2 separate regions of the Danio rerio genome follow, and region 2 is linked to region 1. A link is a contact called in public Hi-C data. All regions are on one chromosome and are shown on one strand. The core of a region is the stretch at or near the end of the contact, and the rest is flanking DNA. Distances in the headings are between cores, read along the strand shown. Region 1 holds the start of bicra (BRD4 interacting chromatin remodeling complex associated protein). Region 2 holds the start of srpra (SRP receptor subunit alpha).

Region 1 (5,293 bases), core at 825-3,324:
CTAATGACACGTTATCCTCTTGTTAAGTCATGACGTATCGATGATGTTTGCAATATTGTTTCCAGGTCCAAGCCGCTACTCATTTGAATTGAGAAAATATTAGCTTATAGCCACTTTTTAGTCCTATCTCATATTAAAGTGAATTTTATATAAAATCATAGTGTATACATCAGTCTCTGGGATTGCTGCATCACAGACACCAAAATTTTAACAATTTATAAAAAAATGTATCACTTTCTGGCCATCGGATTAGCCATGGACATATATATTGCGGTCATGATTTTCGAAAGTATTACATTGCTTAGTAAACATTTATTATTATCATTTGATAAGTCTCCCCAAACAGTTTGATATAGCACTTGGACCTGGAAGCCGCTTTGCGCGATGTCACACTTAACAAGTAGATAAACAGTTATTTGACATTTTTGAGGTAACATATTGAACTTACCAAATTACATCTAGCAAGCACCTGCCATCTTCATCATCCATGTCAACTACAGTTAAAAAACATCAATATAAAAAAAGTACATAAGCATTAGCCCCGCCAACATAGGTGAGTTTTCAGAATAAAACATCCAAACATTACACTTTGTAGTGAAATGTGGGTTGATTAACTCAGAGGAAATTAATATTTAGACAAACAGAATAAATTCGCAAACACAAAAAATATAATTACCTGGCAGTTTTGAATGCTACAATTTTCAGAGTAAATAAATATAATCAATATTGTTGAACAAAAAAAATAATGATGACATTATTAAATCAGACTATGCTAGCAAGTAAGTCTTTCAACATTGATAATTGTGTATAAACAATAATAATAATAAAGCAAATAAACAGAAAAAAACAACACTTTTGATAACATACTTACAATTAATAATTACTAATTGGTGTAGCCAATTATGTACCCATTTTGGTGTATCCTATTTAGGCCCAAAATTTTGTTTTTAGACAACATATTCGGATGATTGAACAAACTTATATTGAAATAGTGAGTCTTCCAAGAGAAACTACACAAATTAACACGAGTGAACATTTCCGTATCCATTGAAAGCATCAGCTGAACTTTCGTGCAGTCGTGTAGCGTCAGAGAAAGTGAGGGAAAAAGCGCGCGCATCACCTCACACTCTCTCAAACACAGAAAAATACCACAGGGTGTCAAATATCTCGATTTGCAGACACACAACCGCCTATTTTCAAGAATTAGTCAGACTTCGGAGAGTCGTTGCAGTGCTCAAGATCACAGTCTCGATCTAAACAAATCAAAACCACAAAATGAGGATGAGGTAGGCGGGGACGCCTCTAATGTTTGTTAGGGGGGAAAACAGTATCAGTGTAGATCACACCGACCATCATTGACAAATATCTGCGAAAGCTTCTCCTGTCAGACATCTGATTTATGTCATTTTGAAAGCATCACACATCAGAAGAGCACCACAGACATGAATGGACACTCCGGACCTGCAGGACACGGCGGTTATTTTTCACAATTCGCAAAGCTTTAACAGCTCTTTGCACTCCTTTAAAAGCAGAGGCTTTTATTTTCAACAAATATACAGATTTACCCGCACGGAGCGCCTTTAATTCGCCTTTTCACGCTCGTTCTGCAGCTGATTTGGTTAGCTGTTGCTAGCTAGCTTCCTAGCTGTAATATGTGCGTTTACAGACGCAATACGCACAAATCTGACAATAACTGACTGTAAACACGTAGTATTTAGGCCATACAATCGCATTCGCTGGAGCCACTTGACATAATTGATGAATATTTGGCGTTTGGGCTCTAATAGTCGCGATTGCGTAGCCTATCTTTATCCCTGCTAAATATGAGTTTATGTTGGAATACTCTTGGATCAGGGGGGTATGCTTGGGAATTCGCTGTAAAATCAACCTATTGAGCGACCTATGCAACTGGCCGGTTGTACGTCGCGGGAAACGCTGAGCTCTGCATGCGAGTGTTGCAGCGTTGCAATAGTTATAGAGAATTATAGAGAAATTGCTACATTGTATCAAACTCACCCGAGACGATAGAGGTGCAGGCGGCGCGGGGTCTCCAGTACGGCCCTGCACGGGCTCCGAGTCAGGACCCAAGCACAGCGCTCACAAGCAGGAAACAGAGGCCCGGCGCGATTGCCTGATTAATTAACAAACCACAGCGTTGTTTTGATTATCGAGGCTGCACGTACAGTATCATGCATCGTGCATCGTTATACGTTGTTTTAATATAAATGTTGAACATTGTGCTACACTAAAGTGGTATATGAGCTGTAGAGTAGATACACTGAGTATGAAGGAATGGAGTTCAACCTTCATATGAACCACATTACAACACAGAACAAGTAGTGTGTGTGTGTGTGTGTGTGTGTGTGTGTGTGTGTGTGTGTGTGTGTATAAATAGCAAATTAGAAAGTAATGCTTATATAATGACCAAGGATTATATCAGTGGTTGTCTGATTATTTATTTACTTTTTTACATTTTATTGATTATGTGTTGCTTAGACAACCTTTTACGAATCTGATCCAAAATAAAAAGGTAACTAATTTATTAAAAAAGGGTATATTTGCTTAAATGAAAGCGTTTGTTCATAATAGTGATTTTAAATTAAAATACATGGCATCTAGCTTTGTTCTCTTCAGTTTAACAGTATTTTTATTTGGATTATAACAACACTTTAACAAAAATTTAAGGAAAAGGGCATCAGAATATTTTTTTTCTTTTTTCAATTAAATTATAGTTAAATACTGTCAAGTTTTGTTGTTTACATTTGAACTCTTCAGTATATACTTAGAATAATTTAATATGAAACTACAAAATATAATACAAATGTTTAATATATCAAGTACACAGCAAAATGATATTTATATAATGTGCTTGAACTGTAGCACTACTTTTCCTTTCATTATTCACTTCATAATAGTAATTGATTAGTCGATTACGATTCCTATCAAAATATGCCAAAATAAAAAAGTAACTAATTAATTTTATTTTAAAAAGGTTTTAAAATTATTATTTAGCTTAGAATAAAATCATTTCTAATTTATAATATTTATTTTAAATAAAAATACATGACATCTAGCTATGTTCTCTTCGGTCTGTTCGGATTATAACAATGTACACGTAACAAAAATGGGGAAAAAATGTAATTCAAATGACATCAAATTCTTGTCTTCACCTTTTTTCAATTAAAATATTGTTTAACACTGTCAATTTTTGTTGTCTACAGTTTTGAGTATGCATGCTAATTAATTTAATATACAACACTACAATGTATAATATAACAAGTAAACTGCAAAAGAATATACATACAATGGGCTTGAACTGTAACACTACTTTTCCTTATTATTCACTTTGATTATTTAGATGATTAGTTATTGTTACAATTACTATCATAATGTGCCAAAACAAAAAACACAACTAATTAATAAAAAAGAGATTATTTTGCTTAAATAAAATCATTTCTTATTTAGGATAATAATTTTAAATGAAAGTAAATTACATCTAGCTTTGTTCTCTTCGGTTTAACAGTATTTTCGAAGGAATTATAACAATAAACACAACAAAAATGGAAAAAAATGTCATGAAAATGCCATCAAAATCGTCTCTTTGCCTTTTTTTAATTAAAATGTTGTTTAACACTGTCAAGTTTCGTTGCCCACAGTTGAACTTTTCAGTATACACGTTCAAAAATTTAATACGAAACACAATGCTTAATATAACAACATTGCAAAATTATGTTTGTATAATGAGCGAACTGTAGCACTACTTTTCCTTTTATTCATCACTTCGATTAATGAAGATGATTAGTCGATTATGGTTATAATTCCTATCAAAATATGCCAAAGCAAAAAAGTAACTAATTAATTTTGTTAAAAGAAGTTTTAAAATGATTATTTTTCTTATTTATATTTATAATATTTATAATATTTATTTTAAATAAAAATACATGACATCTAGCTATGTTCTCTTCAGTCTGTTCGGATTATAACAATGTACACGTAACAAAAATTGAAAAAACAATGAAGCAAATGTAATTAAAATGACATCAAAATCTTGCGTTTTTTTTTTTTCAATTAAAACATTGTTTAACACTGTCAAGTTTCGTTGTCTACAGTTCAACTTTTGAGCATACATGTTAAAAAACATTTATATGAAACACTACAATTCTTAAGATAACAAGTACACAGCAAAATTATAGTTTTAAAATGTGCTTGAACGGTAACAATACTTTTCCTTTCATTATTCACTTTAATTAATGAAGACTAGTCAATTAATCACATATAGTTACGATTCCTATTAAAATATGCCAAAACAAATAGTGTAACTAATTTATTTTAAATGAAAAACACCACCAATATGAATTTGCTTTGCTCATTTTATTATCAATATCATTAAAAATTCTCATACAGAATTTTACTATTTACAAATCTTTCTCATTTTATGCTGATTATCTTCTATATAAGGTACATTTCCCCACAACAGTGAGATAAAGTCCGAGGATGGCCTCCACAATAACAAACAGGCGGTTGTCTGTACAGCTTCACCTTGGGTCCGGATGTTTTTATGACAAAGGAGTCTGTTTTGATGAAACATTGGGGGCTGTGATTGGCCCTCTGTCCTAAACATCACAAATAAGGGGTGGTGCGACCTCAAGCGTTACAGTGGAGGATTGGCTTCTGTGTAATAAAGGCTAAAATTAACCATTTGCCCCCTCATAAAAAAGCCCCTTTTTATGAAGCGTACGAGGGGCGTGGTCTTTGACTTGTTTACCCCCACTGATTGGTCGCATTTAAAGTTGTGCTTGTATATTGCGTAGTTTGGGTGTGGCCTGGACATTCACGATCGTTCCCCAGTGCTTTAATGTCATTGCTGCCCGCCTGGTGTGACAGAAATATCGCACTTTTCATCCGCCACCTCCACCCACTCCTTCCTCTTTATCTCATTTGTGCGCATGTGCATCCATTACAGTAGAGAAGTCTTGTGTTTAGCCTTGTCATAACCGCCTATGGTCATAACCGAGCGGAGGAGCGTATTAATCGATAATTGACCTTTTTTTGTCAATAAATCGGTTATTACACCTATTTCAAATCGAAAGTGAACTATAAACGCTCTTATTATTCAAAGTTGTTAGCAATAAAGTACACTAGTGTGACTGTCGCTGTCTACAGTGTCCAGCAGATGGCGCTGATACATAATTACACGACTCCCATAATAACGTCTGAATGGAAGTTTGTCTATTTATTTATTATTGCAGTATGACACAAGTACAGTCAGATAAAACCATATAAACACGTTCGT
Region 2 (5,293 bases), core at 1,314-3,813, 220 kb before region 1:
CAACAGTTTATTAGTTACATGTTTGCTTGTCAGGTGTGATGCTGACAGTAAACAAGACGTGTTGGGTGAGGGGCCCATCAGCACCGGCTTAGCGACCAACAAATGACACGTAATCCCACAAGTACCACACATATGGATGTCTCTATATAGGCTAGAATGATTGCCAAAACATACCCACATTGATTACAATAACACCTTGCGGCTTACCTTGTTAGTTGGTATGGAGCGCAAACGTTTAAAAATGGTGTGAATTTCTGTCTTGTTCGGTTCCGACGCCATCTTGCCAACTGAGCAGAGAGAAAACAGACACCGCAGAAGATAAAAGACCTGGCGGAAGTGACGTTCATGAAAATTAAAAGTCTCTGCAAGAGAAAATTAAATTAACTAATTGGCAGATAAATTTGTAAAGAGACATTGCACGTGTTACTGAATTGAATTTATAGCACTATGCTCATTAAACATAAATATAAGAAAAAAATAGTTTTTTTATGTTGAGCAGGAGTTTTTTGCAAATATTTTTTTTAAATTAAGAGAGCAACTTCAAATCCTGATTGGTTGGATTTTGATTTGATTTATTATTTTCATACAGAACATTTCATACATTTTCAAACAGAAATTTCATACATTAAAAATCTTTAACAAAAAATACATTTCAACATGGTCGAAAATAGAGCGGGATGAAACACATGCTTATTATTTTCCTTTTTACTTATCTCTTCTTTTTTACAAGGGACATAAGGGTTTTACTTGAGATATATTTCATCCTATTGGATTTTTATTATTGTATAGACACATTTAAATGTATAACAAAACATCCATATATATATATATATATATATATATATATATATATATATATATATATATATATATATATATATATATATATATATATATATATATATTTATATATACATATATATATATATATATATATATATATATATATATATATATATATATATATATATATATATATATATATATATATATATATATATATATATATATATATATGATAAAGATTAAAACATTAACTATATTAACTAGAACAATTGACTATAATCATAGAAACATAAATATTTTTCAATCAGAATATATAAAAACAAATAGGTTATAACTTATAAAACCCATTTCTGTTGAATATATATAAATAAAATGTTCATAAATCAATTATTTATTTGTGTATTTAAATGACAGTAACATTAATTAAAAAAATTTATTCAATTTAATTTTATAAAATAAAATGTAAATTGTAAAATGATTTTTTAACAACTTTCATCAATGTCCAACTATGCTAATGAATGTAATTACAAAAGTATAAGGTGTTAAGAAGTTAAATGGCTTCTTTATCAATTTTTTTCACTTCATTTTCATTTCGACTTAGTCCCTTTATTAATCTGGGGTCACCACAGCAGATTGAACCACTAACTTATCCAGCCGTCACTGAAAACGCTCATGCACACTCATTTTTACACACACACACACACACACACACACACACACACACACACACACACACACACACACACACATACACATACATACACACACACACACCAGATAATTTAGCATACCCAATTCCCCTATAGCGCATGTGTTTGGACTTGTGGGGGAAACCCGGAGGAAACCCACACGAATACGGGAAGAACATGCAAACTCTGCACAGACATGCCAACTGATCCAGCCAGGGCATGAACCAGAGACTTTCTTGCAGTAAGGCGACATCGCTACCCACTGCGCCACCCCACCACCTCTTTAATGGTTTCTTCTACAACATAAATTAAACACACACTATGACAAAAACATGATTTTTAACCATTTGTTTTTAAAATGTATGTTTAAAAAAAATAAACTATTATTAAAACACACACACATTTGGAATGTCTGTGCAGTTTATGCACCAATCTACTTCACTATCATTTTAAAATGTTAAATTTTATAGAAAAAAAATACAATAAATAAGACAAAAAAATAAAATAGAAAATAAATCAAGGAGAAAGAAGTATTAAATTAATCAGAAGTTATTTATTTAGTTATTGTTATTATTCATTCATTCATTTTCTCTTTAGCTTAGTCCCTTTATTAATCTGAGGTTGCCACAGCGGAATGAACCGCCAACTTATCCAGCACATAATTTACACAGCGGATGCGCTTACAGCTGCAACCCAGCACTGGGAAACAGCCATACACTCATTCACACACATACACTACAGACAATTTAACTTACTTACTTTAACTTACTTAACAAATAGCACTTAACAATAGCAATTACATTCAGAAAAAAGAAAGAAATAAGAAAAAATAAGAGACAAGCTAAATAAGTAAGAAAAATACATAAACAATAAATTAACATGTATAAATAAATAAAAATACATTAAGAATGATTCAGTGAATAAAAAAATCTAGATCTAAAAATGAAGTGAATATATAATAAACTCAAATGTATAATATGAGAAATCAAAGAAACATCAGAAACTTCAAACTCCGATCATGCGTCTTTTCCACGGGAAGTTGCGTCACTTCCCCTATGAGCCACTGACGTGTCTGATCGTGAGCGTTGATTCTGACTGCAGGCGAGCAGAGCTGCGCACGTTCACGACAGCGCAGGGCAACTTCAGAGCACATATTTATTTTTTATACGCGTTTGGTTTTTGTTGAACGGTGTTTGTTTTGTTCCCCGTGGTGTCGGCTTCATTGGTGACTGGCAAAGATGCTGGACTTCTTCGCCATCTTCAGTAAAGGGGGGATCGTGTTGTGGTGTTTTCAGGGCGCCGGAGTGACTGAATCTTTTACCGGGCCTGTGAACGCGCTCATCCGCTCCGTCATCCTACAGGTACGTTAAAACCCCGATCCCCGCGGCCTGCGCCGGATTATTACTGATGTATCCGGCCCAGCTAACGCATGGTTTGAGTTGTGAGGTTTTAATGTGACTTACTATAAAGTAGGAGATCAAATACAACTCTAATATTACACTACAGGTGCATTGGGCGGTATTTAAATCGGAGTTTTAGATGGGGTACGTTTGACAGTTACGTGAGTTGCGTAATCTCGACACCTTGTTCACACAGCCGGATTATTACTGATATGTCAGTTTGTCTGGCCCAGCTAACACATGGTTTGAGTTGCGAGGGTTTGATGTGGCTTATTGTGAGGGATAAGATATAAAAACAACACTAATATTGAACTACAGGTGGATCAGGTGCCATTTAAATCGGAGTTTTGCATTGGGTGCGTTTGACAGTGACGTGAGCTGCGTAATATTGATGCGTTAGAGAGAGATTCACACAGCCGGATTATTATTGATACATCAGCTTGTCTGGTCCAACTAACACATGGTTTGAGTTGTAAGGGTTTGACGTGGCTTATTGTGAATTAGTAGATAAAAAACAAGACTAATAATATTAAACCACAGGTGCATTAGGTGGCATTTAATTCAGAGTTTTGAATTCGGTATGTTTGACAGCAACGTGAATTGCGTAATATTGATGCCATGTGTTGGAGAGAGCTGAGGTAAATTTGGTTTTATGTTTGAATCTTTATCTTTTTAATATAATTTCATAAAAGTATTATTTGCAAATTCTAAATAGGAAAATCATATTAGCAGCCATTGACTATTAATGTAAGGTTACAACGTTGTTCACAGCTAATTAAACCGTGCTAATGTTGTTTTACTGTCACACGTGCTATTTCAGACCTAAAATAAAAAATGAAAAAACAGCACTAATATTGAACTACATGTGCATTGTGTGGTATTTAAATCAGAGTTTTGGATTGGGTGTGTTTGACAGTTATGTAAGGTGCGTAATATTGATGCCACACTGTAAAACCCAAAAAGTTAAGGTAGCTCAAACCATTTGAGAAAACGGATTGCAACAAACCATTTAAGTTCTAAAACTAATCCTAATGAGTACTGTCAACTTAATCCACTTGTGTAAATGCAATTTGAGCACTGAAAAACCCGATAAATAAAGAGAACTTAGACCTATTGAGTACTGTAAAACCCAATAAGTTAAGGAAACTCAAACTGTTCGAGGAAACCAAGTGCTACAAACCATTTGAGTTAAACTAATGAGTATGAGTACTGTGAACTTACTCCATTTAAGTTCAAGTAATGCGATATTTAATTAACTCATTACCTTCAAAACTCTTCTCAAATGAGTAGAATTAACTTTCACTACACATTTCATTTGATAAAGTTGACTGTTGGGTTTTACAGTGCATGTGTTAGAGAGAGAGCCGAGGTAAATTTGCTTTTATATTTGGAACTTTACCTTCTTAATAACATGTCATAAAAGTATTGTTTGCAAATTCTAAATAAATTTCAATTAAATAGTGCTAATGTATTTTGAAGTCGTACTTGTATGCAATTTTAGACAACGTTTTCAAAAGTAGCCATGTCATAAGTTGTCAACTTACAATTGTGTAAAGTAACAAATTAAAAATATTCAAACTACTGTTATTGAGTAGTTTTTCCTCAAAAATTGTAATTTACTAAGTAGTTTTAAAAATGTGTGCTTTTACTTTCCCTTGAGTACATTTTTAATTTTGTATCTGTACTTTTACTACAATACTTTTCTTCAACCTGCAGTCACTATTTTGTCTTGCCTATGGGGATTAGAAAAAATCAGTCCTGTGATTCCTGCCCAATCAAATCGCACATAGATGGTAAATCACATCGTAATAAACAACCTCAATACATGGGTGATTTATAATTGCAGCAAACTATTTGGAAGCAATAAAAGTGTCCAAGAAGATGTCCAAAATCTTTACACGACTGTTTAGATGCATGACACTGATGAGAAGATGATGGATGTTTACTGTATGATGACCAAAATGGACTTAAACTCCTAGTAGGCACAGGACATCAACAATGTCAGATTGACATTGTTCCCCAACCTCCTCAACCTTACCAGGTTGACATCAGAACCCAATGTCATGCTGATGTCAATGTCCAACGTCCAACCTAAAATCAATCAAATATCAATGTCTAATGATGTTACAGCTTGATGTTGTGTGGACGATACCCCTATGATGTCTGTCAGATGTTGGATTTTAGTTTCCATACTTGATAAATAATTTGATCAAGTATTTGATGTCGATATTGATTTGTTTTAAAATGTTGGCTCAATGTTGGATTTTGGTCGCTTTTTAACAGCTTAAAATCAATCAAATATCAATGTCATTTGAAGTCGTTATTGGACATCAAAATAACGTTGTCCTCAGACGCTGGCTAGACACTGAGTTTTGGTCAGCTGACATCACAACCTAAATCTAATATTAACGTCTTATA

What was found. Hi-C and Micro-C count contacts between places; a contact is called where the count stands out from the background.
Region 2: a contact with region 1 is called in a Hi-C map of hematopoietic stem cells, with 1.7 times the contacts expected there. The contact joins the promoter of srpra here to the promoter of bicra in region 1. A contact is called at or near these places in 2 of 18 Hi-C or Micro-C datasets (caudal fin and hematopoietic stem cells).

What each region holds. Positions count from the first base shown.
Region 1 is chr18:47,587,897-47,593,189 of GRCz12tu, reverse strand. It overlaps bicra (BRD4 interacting chromatin remodeling complex associated protein), which reads right to left and starts at 2,074. Exons shown (of 13, transcript XM_073929601.1): 1 at 2,017-2,074; 2 at 449-494. The coding sequence starts at 489.
Region 2 is chr18:47,808,668-47,813,960 of GRCz12tu, reverse strand. It overlaps srpra (SRP receptor subunit alpha), which reads left to right and starts at 2,563. Exons shown (of 14, transcript XM_692426.11): 1 at 2,563-2,836. The coding sequence starts at 2,714. arfgap2 (ADP-ribosylation factor GTPase activating protein 2) reads right to left here and starts at 295. Exons shown (of 16, transcript NM_001037430.1): 1 at 208-295. The coding sequence starts at 279.